Linked DNA regions of Gossypium arboreum: region 2 is linked to region 1. The links are chromatin contacts, called in public Hi-C maps. All regions are on one chromosome and are shown on one strand. Each heading gives the region's core, a stretch centred on a gene start, on an enhancer-like site or on the middle of the called end of the contact. The rest is flanking DNA. Distances are from core to core; before and after follow the strand shown. Region 1 holds the start of LOC108464301 (mRNA cap guanine-N7 methyltransferase 1). Region 2 holds the start of LOC108463083.

Region 1 (6,591 bases), core at 2,033-4,532:
ATTGATTGAAAGTATCTATTCACAAAGAATAGCATTAAGGTTCCTTTAAAATACTGACCGAGAGTATTCTATAAAATCAAATATGATAATACAAGGCTATTTTAATATAATATATATTAATGGAAAATTATTGAACATATAAAGCTTCCCTGCATCAATGACTGAATGTATTTTAGAAGCTGGAAAATACAAAGCAAGAATACCAATAGATTGAATATACTTGAATAACATGCAACCATTGGCTCCTCTTTTTGCAGTTGCAATCAATGGAAACTCCCAAGCTACCCATTTGTTAAATCCAATAAATTAGTTACAACAATAGGAAAAGGACCAACGATGGATACTGCATACACTTCCCTGTAAAAGAAAATAGTAATAATAAAAATTCAAGGTCAAGGTCAATACAAGCCAACAGAATAACATACAATAGTGAATCAAGGCAGAAAATTAGTCTCTTTAATATCTTTCAAATAGCCTCTAAAATGAGATAAGATACAAATCGAAAAAAAAAACACATAGAGTGAGAAACCAAAAAGTGTTTGAATTCAATCATGGCAAAACAATATTCACCTTGGCATCTTTCCCCCAATTCGTAATGTAAGATATAACATAAATGTGAATGAAACATAGAATGTTGAATCAATGGAGAAATGCATTTGCATTGTTCATTAGATAAACAAAGGCATTAAAATTCAATCATGGCAAAGCGGTATTCATTTCGGCATCTTCCGCCCAAACCGTAACATAAGATATAGATACAAGTTGGAATGAAATATAGAACAAGAATCAATAGCAAAAGGCATTTGCATTGTTCATTAGATGGCGTTTGTGAAGTAAAGACACATCCCTCTTTCACTAATAAGCATATTAAGCAGAAACAGAATGCATAGCAGATCTGATACATACAGTTTAGAAACAACTCTATAGTCTCCTTGAGTCGAACATGTTACACCAAACCAAGGCGGTAAATTACCATCACTACAAGGATCGTTCCCAATCCATGCATATACAACTCTCTATGCAAGTGACGTTTTTATCTCATTTAAGGTTTTTACTGCAATAAAACTAACCAAATATCAACCCATTGCATCAAAACATATTTATGCTCTATTTTAATTTTCTTAATGATGATAGCTTCAATTCTCACAAAATCTGCAGTAACAACAAACATCACATATCTCCAAAAACCAATTTTAAATTTCTAATTGATCAATTTAAGCTGCTCCACAAGAATTCAAGCTAAATGAGTAGTTTGTTAAAAGTAGGCTAAAAAAGATGAAAACACAAGTGAAGAACCAAGCAGAGCACAAAAGCAGAGCACAAGAATTAATCTCAGTTAAAGAACCAAAAATACAAACACTACTGGTAATTCGTTCAACCAGAAGCTAAGTCATAAAATGACAACGAAGTAAATGTGCAAATTGTACAAGTTCCAAAACTGTAGAAATGCTTTGATGGGATAGTTTTATTATGATCTGCAAAAGAGAAGCACTTACCATTTTGTCTTGAAATGTTCTAATCATGGACTGCTATTTTATCAATGATTCTCATCTGATTTCATTTTATAGGAATAACATACTATGGGAATAATGTGTATACACATAAAACCAAATATTAATTTTGGATAAAGCTCTTTAAAACTTTTTTTTTTGGTGAGAAAAGAAGCTTTAGTTTCATCTGTTAATACATAAAGGACATTCCATATGAATGCAGGTAAAAAAATGAGAGAGATCTTCAACTTTGGAAGAGAACAACATGGTTAATAATAGCAAAAGGACCAAATAACAATTGAGTAAAAAAAAGAACAACCTATCTTTTGATTGCATATATTTTCCTATCAAATTTTAAAAATAACATCAATGAATAGTAAGATATAAAAAGGGAACATGTTTGGAATTTACATTATGTAATATCTACCTGCATATCTGCTCATATAGTTCACAATTGATACAAGACTTGAGTTTAGAAATTCAATTGAGAGAACTTTACTCATTCAAATTGCATCTCTACATGCATGCATTTCCTCATGAGTCGAATAATAGATGAGGTGAATTTGGCCAATACCTGGCATTCCTTGTGTAGGTTGGCTTTTGAAATAACCTTAAAAATAATAATTTTCTTAAGATTTGGGCATCGTTTTAGCAGCTCCTTAACCCTCCTCCCTTTTCCTTCTCCTGAAAAATACGAAACGATTTACATATACAAACAAATATTCGGTAGGGGAAAACGTATGAACATATGCATAATCGATTAGCTTCAGGTACTGTACTTGAAGGAAAATAAAATTAGATGAATTGATTCAATTTGTCTATGATTTTAGCGGAATCTTTGAGAGGAGAACTTGACTCGAAGAATGAATCGATCTCCTCGTGAACAGTTGCAGAATCCATTTCAATTCCCATTGGGCAAATCATCAGAAACAAAAAAAAAATCAATCAAAATGCAAAACAAACCCTAGTTGAATTGAACTTACAATAAAATCTAGTTGATTTGGCATTCAAGTTGATTTGCTTCCTTTTAGATTGATTTGAGCTTGAGATTGTCGAATGACCAAAAGAAAAAAAAAGTTGAAACTGTTGAGAAATTTCAGTCTAAGAAAGGGTATTTTCGGAGGGGAAAAGAAGGGTCATTCGATGGAGAGGTTGGAATAGCCATTCTACACCTCCTCCCACCTGAAATCCCCATTCGATGTTTTGAGCATTCAACAAACCAAACGACTGTTTTATCGTGGAGTTTTGAACCGTGTCATTTGGAATAGCCATTCCATTGAACCAAACATAGTGTTAAGGTTTAAGTAACAATTGGATGATCAAAGGTAGCAACTAGGGAAGAAAAAATAGTTTAGATATCATTTGTTATAAAAAAATGTTTTAAGTATCAAAATAAAGAAAAAAAACATAGTCTAGATATCAATTTATGGGTTAAGTTTTTTTTATTATATATTTTTATGTTTGTTTTATGGTTAATGTTCAAGGTTATTCATTTTAACAATATCGTTTCTAATGTTTAAATTTATCTTACTATTGAAAGTGTAATATGTCTTATCATTGCACCCAACCACTTGTTGATTAATTTTATTGTTTTTGAGAAAAAAATATAATTTAAGTATAACTATTAAATTAAAATTTATAATTTAAATACTAAAATCAGAGAAAAGATTAATTAAGAGGAAAATTGAAAGGTGTATAATTTTTTTTGGACAAAGAAAGAAAAAAGGCTGGTCAATTAAGAGCCACCTTAAATGAATCCTAATAAATTTCAAAACAAAGCCTTCTCTCTTATTAATTAAAGTTAAAACCCAAAACTCTCTCTTTTTCTACTCCCCTTTTTTTTTTCTACCTATCTATCTCTCACTTATTTAATCCAATGCCAAGCCCATAGCGAAAATCAAACCCTCCAAAAAGAAGCACCCCACTTTAGTTTAGCCCTGGTTTTTCTACTTTTTCTAATCAAATCACACCCAAACAAACACAAAATAGAACCTGTCTTTCCAAATCGCACATTTGATCCTTTTCTTGCAGAGACCTCAGAATAATACAAGTTATTTTTTGTTTTTTTTTAAATAATTTTGGCCATGAAACGTGGATACCCAGGTTCTCCATCTTCCTCTTTTGGTCCACCTCAATCCAGGTCCAAACATAACCCTGAAGGTAAAATTCTTGTTGGGATTTGTTTATTTTCAGGGTTTTTGATTGGTTTTCTTATCCAATCACTCAATATAGTTATGAGCACCAAGACCTGGTCTTTATCTTAATTGAATTATAATTTTGTTTTGTTAAAAGAAAGTAATAAAATAGTTGTTTGGTTTAGTTTAGTTTAGTTTATGGTTACTTGGTTTTCAATGTTCATTCTTGGTAATGAGTTTTGCATTAAAAAAAGAAAAATCCTAATTTGATAGTTAAGTGAAACACTGAGTAGTTAAGAATATAGTATTAAAATGATATGCAGTGAAGCTGCCATATTTGTTTTTCTAACTAAATGAAGGAAATAAAAAATTTCAATCTTTCCAGTATTAGGCTAATTTTTAGATGCAATTCAGTTGTGTATTAATATTTTCTCCTACTTTTTTTGGTTAATGAGTTGATTTTTGAACTTGGGTTTTGAAGTTCCTAAGTTTTAATTTGAGAGTTTAGGAAAAGAATCCAAATTCTGATTGCTATAAAATTCTGTTGAAGAAGCTGAAATTGTGTGTTGTGATATTAGGTGATTCACAATTTTTAGAGGATGAGAGCACCAAGATATTCGCTCGGAAAGTAGCCGATCATTATAGTGCAAGAACAAATCAAACTTTGGAAGAACGAGAAGCAAGTCCGATCATTCACTTAAAGAAGTTAAATAACTGGGTATGTTGTTGAATCTTACTAGCTGCATTGTGAACTAATGATTTTCCCTTTTTTTTTTTTTTTTGTCATTCATGTTCTTTCAATGGACAGATAAAAAGTGTCTTGATTCAGCTTTATGCTCGTCGGGGTGATGCTGTTCTTGATCTTGCTTGTGGCAAGGTATTGTAGGACCAAAGTTTATTTGTTTTCAACTTTCCTTTTATTCTTCAAATTCAATGTATTGTACCTTCTGTTATTGTTCTTTATGCCGTTTAGGGTGGTGATCTCATCAAATGGGATAAAGCAAAAGTTGGATATTATGTTGGCATTGACATAGCAGAAGGCTCGGTAAAGTGCTAAACACTCAGTTTCCTTTTTTCCCCCACTTTTTTGTGCATCTGATTTAGTAGCCTAGTTTAGTTGTGGTCAACCTCTAATATCTAGGGGACCTCTTTCAATTCTCATATCATAATTATTCTGAGCTTTAATTTCTTTAAGCAGTGCCATTGGTAAAGCTGATGCCATGATTTAATTGGCACACTTGAATTAATCCTTAGATTTGTTACACAGTGTCTTCTACTTATGATCTCAAATTGCAGCTTTCTGAAACATGAATCGTAAGCGATAGTGGTTGGCACAACTTGGCAGTTTACATAGTTTATAGCTTAAAATAAAAAATAAATTGTGTGCTCCAAAAATCCATTAACAGCTTGCAGTTTTTTTGTCTTGCTATATGCTTTTGATCTGCACCCTATTCTACAACTGAAAGAAGAAAAGAGAGATGGAAAGAAAATCTTCTTTCGACAGCTATTTATGTACCAGCTGCCATTTTCACTTTGCTTCCTCCACTTATGCACAGATAGAAGATTGCCGTACGCGATATAATGGTGATGCAGACCATCATCAACGTCGCAAAAAGTTCACGTTTCCTGTCCGTCTCATATGTGGGGATTGTTTTGAGGTACACTAATGTGTTGGTGTTCAATTTTGAAATACATTTTCTGTTGTCAGCTTAATTACTTTGGTTCTGTTGGTTAATTATCAAAATAAATAGCATGCTTAGTCATGTTCAATATCAACTATAGTGCTATATAAAAACCGATATCTAGTGTTAAGAGGATATGTCTTGATATTTATATTTGATGATTTTTAGGTGCGCTTGGATAGAGTTTTGGCAGATGATGCTCCTTTCGATATCTGCAGTTGCCAGGTGAATAGTTGGAAATTTGGCTATTATTTGTCTATTTCTGCTGCCTGATGATAAAATTACCACAAAGGTTTAGGATTTACTCATTTGTTTCCTTGCCACTAAATTGCTTACCATTCAAAGACTTGGGTTCAAATTCTTTAATATTCTTGAAAATATTCTTAATAAAATGCTACATATGTAGCAAAACAGATATGCCCATGCTACAAACTAATATTGCTTTTTCGTTCTAGCTCGATAATTTACTGAAACCATAAATGTGGTTATTCTTAATCATGCAGTTTGCCATGCATTATTCCTGGTCTACAGAGGCACGTGCGCGTCGGGCGCTGGCCAATGTTTCAGCTTTACTTCGTCCAGGAGGCACCTTCATTGGGACAATGCCAGATGCCAATGTCATAGTCAAAAAACTTAGAGAAGGTTTAGTATTGCAACTTGCTTTTGTTTTTCCTGTCTTGAAACAATGCTCTAAAAAATCAATATTTAAGGTGAAGCTAATAACTGAAATTTAGAGCTAAGAAACATCCAATATGTAACTAAAACACATAATATGTTTAAATAGGAAATTCTGTTTATATTTGAAATTTGAAAATAGATCTTGACGTAAATTGACCGAAGCTAGCCTTGGTAAACAAACGTTGAATATTTGTGGGGCATGGCAGACTACTTTTGTCATTCTTGATTGGAGATGCTATTGTCACTGTGAATATGCAGCTGAAGGATTGGCCTTTGGCAACAGCGTCTACTGGATACGATTTGATGAAGAATTTACCGACAAGGTGAATCCAGTCCCCTTTCTCTTGCAAACTATATTTTCCTAAATGATATTGAAATCTGACAAACTTTTATGACATGGTTCAGAAATTTAAATCTTCTAGCCCCTTTGGTATCAAGTACAAGTTTCATTTAGAGGTACTCTTCTTGAAAATTCCTATTTTAGAAACTGGCCTTTCGTGTTAAATATGAGGATTCTATTGTTTTTATTATGGTAATTTGAGCAAAAAAAAACAATTCAAGGGTTTGCGGATATGTCTTGTTGCAGGATGCTGTTGACTGCCCTGA
Region 2 (6,591 bases), core at 2,139-4,638, 140 kb after region 1:
ACCAAAAAGTGTGGCACAAAGGGGTATCCATGCTCCCATGATTTCAAGAGGTAACAAATTACACTATATACAGACCTCTTCCCTCATCGAAAATGGACCTTTGGAATCGAATTAGTGGGATTCTTCCCTTCCCTTTGATTAACAACTCTTCCCTGTCGGAAAAAAAGATCATATACATAAAATCAGATACTTGATAAGATAACAATGGCACAAAAGCCAGTCATGAGCCAACTGCTAAGGAAATTACAGTCAATTCTACTTTAAATTTTAAGTTAGTGGCACGGGGTTTCTTATAAATTCTGTTAGTGTTTACTTTGCAATTATTACATAAAACCTATAGGATAGTTAAAATTGTCAAATTATAATCCAATACTTATGAGTGGAAGTCTCAACAAGTGTGAATGATCAGATGTCTTGGAGGCATTTCAGTCCTCTTTTATGCCAAAACATTTGTTTAATTAGGCTACAAAGGCTAAAATAATATACCATTGATGAGTATAGATGGGCTAATATAGAAGAACTGATGAAAATCATAACATGTAACCATATCATTGGCAACCAAGAAAGTACCTTAGGAACAACCATACCCGTTTTGCCACCCATTGCAGATGTACTCTGAGTTGCCCCTTTTTTACGTGCAACGATGCCTTCAGCAGCCTTGCCTTTTCCGTTGCATTTCTGGCTCAGAGGAATTTCCCCTGCATTATTTTCTTTCCCCGTGTCTCTCACTTTGTTGCCAACTCCCACCTTCTCACTAGCTTTTCTAGCATCAGCAAGTGGCTTCTGTTCGTTGACTTTGTGTAGCAGTGAAAGTTTGGAACGATGAGTCTGAGAATTAGCCTGCAAAAAGTTACACCAATCTTGGGTTCTTCAACATGATATGATGTTCGATAATGGTTTAGTTTTCATCTTAAAGTAACTTCACACCTATAAACCAGTTGAGAAGGATTCTCCATCAGATACAGAAAACCAATCCAAATAAAGCTCAGATATGCAAATTCTATGTTTTCTTCCCATATTAAGTCTATGCTCAAAACTTGGATTGTTGTGAACTGAAAGCTCAAATACAGAAACATGTACCCAGTGATGCATACCTTTGATTTTACGGCTTCCTCCCAAGTTATCTTTGTAACAGTTACTAATCCACCTGTCCTAGAATTACGTTCCCCTTCCTTACCTCTAACATTTGATTTCTTGCACATGTTGGAAGGTTTCACTTTGGTCTTGGCAGCTTCAGTCGGTCGTGCCACATTTCTGCTATCTGGGGTTTTTTCTTTCCTCTTTATCCAAGAAACAGTTGACCTCTTAGCTTCATAGCCAGAATATGAAGATGATCCCACACTAGACTTGCCAGAGGAAGATCTACTGTCTCTTGATTCCATCCTATGACTCCTATCAGCATTAATCTCCACCCTTGATGCTGGCCTTGTAATACAACTTTTCCTGAGACTACTCCTCACTGATGTTAAAAGCTCACTTGTTTGACCGAAACCTCGACTTGATACCTCAAAGAACTTCTGCTGCTGCTGCTGCTGCTGCTGTTGAATGCTCTCAGAGGTAACTGTGCTTCTACCATTCGTTTGACCCGACTTATCTACCACGGGACTCAAACTCCTTTCTGGACCCCCTCGATTAGACACAGGTTTGACATTTTTTCCTTTGGCATTCTCAGTTATTTCAGAAACCAAATTTGTTTTAGATCTAGATGTCCCTTTCGAGTTTATAAAGTTAAGTTTAGGTTTAATGCCCTCACCATACACTAAAGACTTCCCCTTCAAAACCTTCATTGACTCTATCTTATTCCATGAGATATCACAACAGTTCCCCTTCCATTTCTTGCTCCTGAAGTCCTTTCCTCTTGATCTCGAAACTGACTGTGGAAGTGTTGGTGAATATGCTCCTACCAAGTCCAACTCTAAGGTTACCCCTTCCTCACCGGAACACGAAAATGCAGATTTTAACTGGCTAGAAGAGCATTGGTGGAACCTGAAAACTCATATTAACTTAATTTAATCTAACCTTATGTCATTGACTCTAATACCTCAGCTACAAAACAGTAATTGAGTAATAGAAAGATGCTTACAAATGACTTGTTTGAAACCATTTGTCATCACTGCAAAAAAAAAAACTATATAAATAGAATTTTAATGAAGTTATTAACATGTATATTTATCAAATAAATTACTTAGAGAAGTCATAATAAATTGGAGTGAAACGGACATGTCTTGGCTACTGAAGTTTGTTTCTGAAATAAGATCCACCCACATTGGTGCTTCAATTTCTTCCTACATATTTCAATCAAAAAATAATAAAAATTATTATTCCAGTGAGTGGACAAAAGGAAATGTGGTTGAGAATCAGAAACAGATTCATTACCGAGAAAAACATGACGATAATTCATAAAACCGGATATCATTTCAGTCCATGGAAACTTATAATTTCATTTGCATATTCTGATATGGAAAATTTATTAAAATCTAACATTGTTTATGATATTTTCTGTTCTTTTCTTGTTTCCTACATTTTCCTAGCAAACAAACAAACCCTTTCCCGTTAATCAAGGAAATGTGGTTGAGAATCAGAAACAGATTCATTACCGAGAAAAACATGACGATAATTCATAAAACCGGATATCATTCAGTCCATGGAAACTTATAATTTCATTTGCATATTCTGATATGGAAAATTTATTAAAATCTAACATTGTTTAAGATATTTTCTGTTCTTTTCTTGTTTCCTACATTTTCCTAGCAAACAAACAAACCCTTTCCCGTTAATCAAGGTATCTCATTTCACCAATCCAAATAAACCTAAAAAACCATTATGAACCAAGACTATAACTAGCTTAAAACCACAAGAAAAACAAAACCTAGAAATTAAAATAAATATAATATTCATAAACAAATTAAATAAACAAAATGTAAATGTAAAATAGCAACAAGAAAACAACATGTAAAATGTTTCCAATCACAAAGAAAACAAATGCTTTAATTAAATCCAATAAAACCCAAAAAGAATCAAAATGAAGGGTTTTAACGTATTACCAGAAATGCCCAGTGATCTTTCTGATTCTTCAAAGCCATTTTCTTTTTTCTTTTTTCCTCTGTTCTTGAATCTCCTTTTAATGGCGAAAATCCTTCGTTTAAAAAACTGGGTTTTTTATTTGGAATCAAATAGTTATGAAACAAAGGTGATTTAAAGGCTCTAAATTTTCCATTTCTCTTTGGGGGATTTGGCTCTTTGGGTTCTTCTCTGTTATAGCAAAAGAATGCAAAGAGAGAGAGACAGAGAGTGCAGAAACGCTGCCGTTTCTCGAATCACCATGTGAGAATTTTAAGAAATTTATTTATGGTTGATTTATGGCCGTTGGATTGAGGTTTGAAAAGATTGGAGGGTGAGGATTTGATTTTGAGACATTAAGGTTTTATAATTTAATGATGTTGTTTTGGTTATGGGACAGCGCGTTAGCCATTTCTAATGATTCGACCGTTGAGAGATTTTAAAAATGTTTGAGAGAAGTTCGCTACCATTACCTGATGGTCACCTTTCTTCACATGAATGACAAAACTTTGACTATTTAAACCTCTCTTTAAGTCGGATCCCTGTGATTAAAATGTTATTCGTGGTTTGAGTTTACTACAGGGTTTATGAATTACTGGGCTCTTTGATTTTCTTTTTCTTTTGAAAAATTTTTAAATGTAAAGAAATTTGAAAATCTTAGAACATATTCGTGTCAAACATGCCTACTACTCAAGTAGAGGCACAGAGCCATCTTCCCTTAAAATTGTAAATTTTAATTTAGATTATTTATAATTTATAAAATTTTAAATTAATAATAATAAAATTACACTTTGACCCCTTTAAAAATACTAAAAATTTGATTTAACCCTTTAAAAAGTATTAAGATATAAACTATTAAAATGATAAAATTATATTTTGTAACAGTCTAATTTTCAGTGGTATCGGGAATAGAGATTTGAGATCACTAAATCTGACAGGTGAGTTGAAAATTTAATAAATTAATACCTATGAGTCAAATGTGAATATAAAAGTATTTTTGAATTAGTGAATTTGGTGATTTAAAAGAATTAAATAGGTAAATTGGGTCGAGAATGAGATATCGAGACCTCGACTTCATAAATCGAGCCATAAATATTTTTAGAAATATTTATGGAGTGTTGGTGAGGTAGTAATAAAATTTAGTCAGAAAATTTTGACGTTTGGGTGGTTAATTAAATAAAAAGGACTAAATTGAAAAGGGTGTAAAAATTGCTAAAAGGATTAAATAGCTCAATTGTCAAATGAGGAAGGACCTAAAGTGAAAATAAGCCCAAAGGAGATATTTTGGGCGGCAATAGCTGAGAAAAATCAGGAAAACGGTGAAATAAGGGCAAAATTGGAAAATTATCAAAATTAGCTAAATAAAAATGGGACTAAATTGGAATATCTAGAATTCTCTTCATTTCTCTTCATATTCATCAGATGAAAAACAACCATGGAGAAGGGTTCAAGATGGTTTTCATACTTTAGCTTCATGTAAGTTTAATTCTTGCTTTCTCCTTGAAATTTTTGTGTTTTTGTGACTTTACAACTAGGTCCACTTGTTGAATTCATTAGTTTTTGATTCTATGAAAGAAATTGAAAGTTTCTATGAATATGTGCTGGAATTATATGATGATTTGGCATGGAATTAGAGCTTTAAATTATTTATATGCTGATTTTATTGAAAGAATTGAATAGAAAGTGAATGTTTGGGACCTAATTGTAAAATAGTTTGAAGTTAAAGTTTTATGTCAAAATTATGAATTTCAATAGTTATGAAATAAATTATAATGTCTAGAAACAGTATTAATTGAGAAAATTATCTTAATTGAGTGGTTAATTGAGTAAGGACTGAATTGTATGAATTGAGAAATTTGGGGTAAAATGGAAATCAACATTTTGCACTAAAACTGTTTTGGGCAGCAGCAGTAGTTTAACTTTGAAAAATCACCAAAAATTGTATAAATTGAATTATAGGATGAATAAAATATGAAATTAAAGCTTATTGAGTCTAGTTTCTTATAAAAGAAATTATGTAAGCAATGGAATTGTAAATCATGAGATAAAATAAATTTTGTGAGATAAGGTCAGAATGATTTCAGGTTCCCCTGTTCTGATTTTGTAAAATCATAAAAATTAGATGAAAATAATTAGGGGATTAAATTTATATGTTTAGAATCTTGAATGAGTCTATTTTTAAGAGAAACAAATGAGGATATCATTTGAATCCTGTACGAGAAGATAACTAATTTTTAGTGAAGAAGGGTCGGAATTGTCAGATAGCAGAACAGAGGAGACTTCAATGAATAAACTGTATTAATTGGCCCAACCAAAAATTATGAAAATTTTATGGTAAGAAGACTTATGAGTATAGTTTCTGAGAAAATTTATGGATCTTAATTTGGAGTTCTGTATCTCAAGATAAAAATAATTTAGTGACTATGACACAGATGGACAGCTTGAATATTCACATAAGTAGATAGTGAAAATTATGGATAATGTTACCTACAAGTGTGTTGTTTATACTAAGGATGTGGATGGAGAGGAGGAGGAGGAAAAATATACATATATATATGAATGACTCGTGTATAAATTGATCACATGCCCGATTATAATCGATAAGTGTTGAATTAGAAATGATATAATGATTTATTTGGAATATTTATTATGAAATTATGATTATCGTTATGATACAAAATTTGAACTTATGAGTTTATATGGCTAAAATTTTAGTGATTATTTGTTAATTTTATGAATTTCATGATGTGTTACTTCATATGTATTGATGATAAAATCGTGAATAATGTAAAAGCATGAAAATTGAATAAATGATCAAATTGAGCATTTCAGTTCAGTGACAAGATGAATTGAAGGAAAAGGCCATGGTTGGACCATGGCAACAAGTGATAAGTGATAGCTTCGGCTACACTTATCTGATCAAGGAAAAGTGAAAGTGATAAGTGATAGCTTCGGCTACACTTATCTGATCAATGACAAATGACAAGTGAAAAGTGGTAGCTTCAGCTACTTGATCAGTGAAAAGTGGTAGCTTCTGCTACCTGATCAATGAAAAGTGGTAGCTCTGGCTACCTGATCAGTGAAAAGTGGTAGTACCGGCTACCTGATCAGTGAATAGTGGTAGCTTCGGCTACAAGAGACAAGTGACAAGTGATTTTCGTATAAGACCATATCTGGGATATGGCATCGGTGTGATATATGCTATCAGATAAGACCATATCCGGATATGGCATCGTGAGATATGTGATTCGTGTAAGACCATAGTGGGCTATGGCATCGATATATGAATATGTGTAAGACCATAGCTGGGCTATGGCATCATTATGTAAAGATGTATAAGACCATAATTGAACTATGGCATCGAGAAAACGAAGTACTCAATTCCATAAGATGTTCACTAATTTGAAGAAGTTTGGTAAGTATTACATGAAATTATGTGACATAAGGAAATACGAGTTGATGAAACATGAGCATAAAACTTGGTTGATGAATGAGTTCATTTGTGATTATATATTTCTACGCCTTGAGTGT

What was found. Hi-C and Micro-C count contacts between places; a contact is called where the count stands out from the background.
Region 2: a Hi-C map of leaf shows a contact between it and region 1, with 3 times the contacts expected there. The contact joins the promoter of LOC108463083 here to the promoter of LOC108464301 in region 1.

What each region holds. Positions count from the first base shown.
Region 1 is chr13:112,360,891-112,367,481 of ASM2569848v2, forward strand. It overlaps LOC108464301 (mRNA cap guanine-N7 methyltransferase 1), which reads left to right and starts at 3,283. Exons shown (of 13, transcript XM_017764526.2): 1 at 3,283-3,650; 2 at 4,204-4,343; 3 at 4,434-4,502; 4 at 4,599-4,670; 5 at 5,182-5,283; 6 at 5,476-5,532; 7 at 5,811-5,949; 8 at 6,244-6,308; 9 at 6,391-6,441; 10 at 6,572-6,591. The coding sequence starts at 3,575. It overlaps LOC108461974 (a long non-coding RNA gene), which reads right to left and starts at 2,838. Exons shown (of 3, transcript XR_001867901.2): 1 at 2,474-2,838; 2 at 2,065-2,174; 3 at 1-357.
Region 2 is chr13:112,498,171-112,504,761 of ASM2569848v2, forward strand. It overlaps LOC108463083, which reads right to left and starts at 3,389. Exons shown (of 6, transcript XM_053023980.1): 1 at 3,045-3,389; 2 at 2,221-2,285; 3 at 2,084-2,113; 4 at 1,095-1,986; 5 at 588-840; 6 at 1-152. The coding sequence starts at 3,083. The coding sequence ends at 139.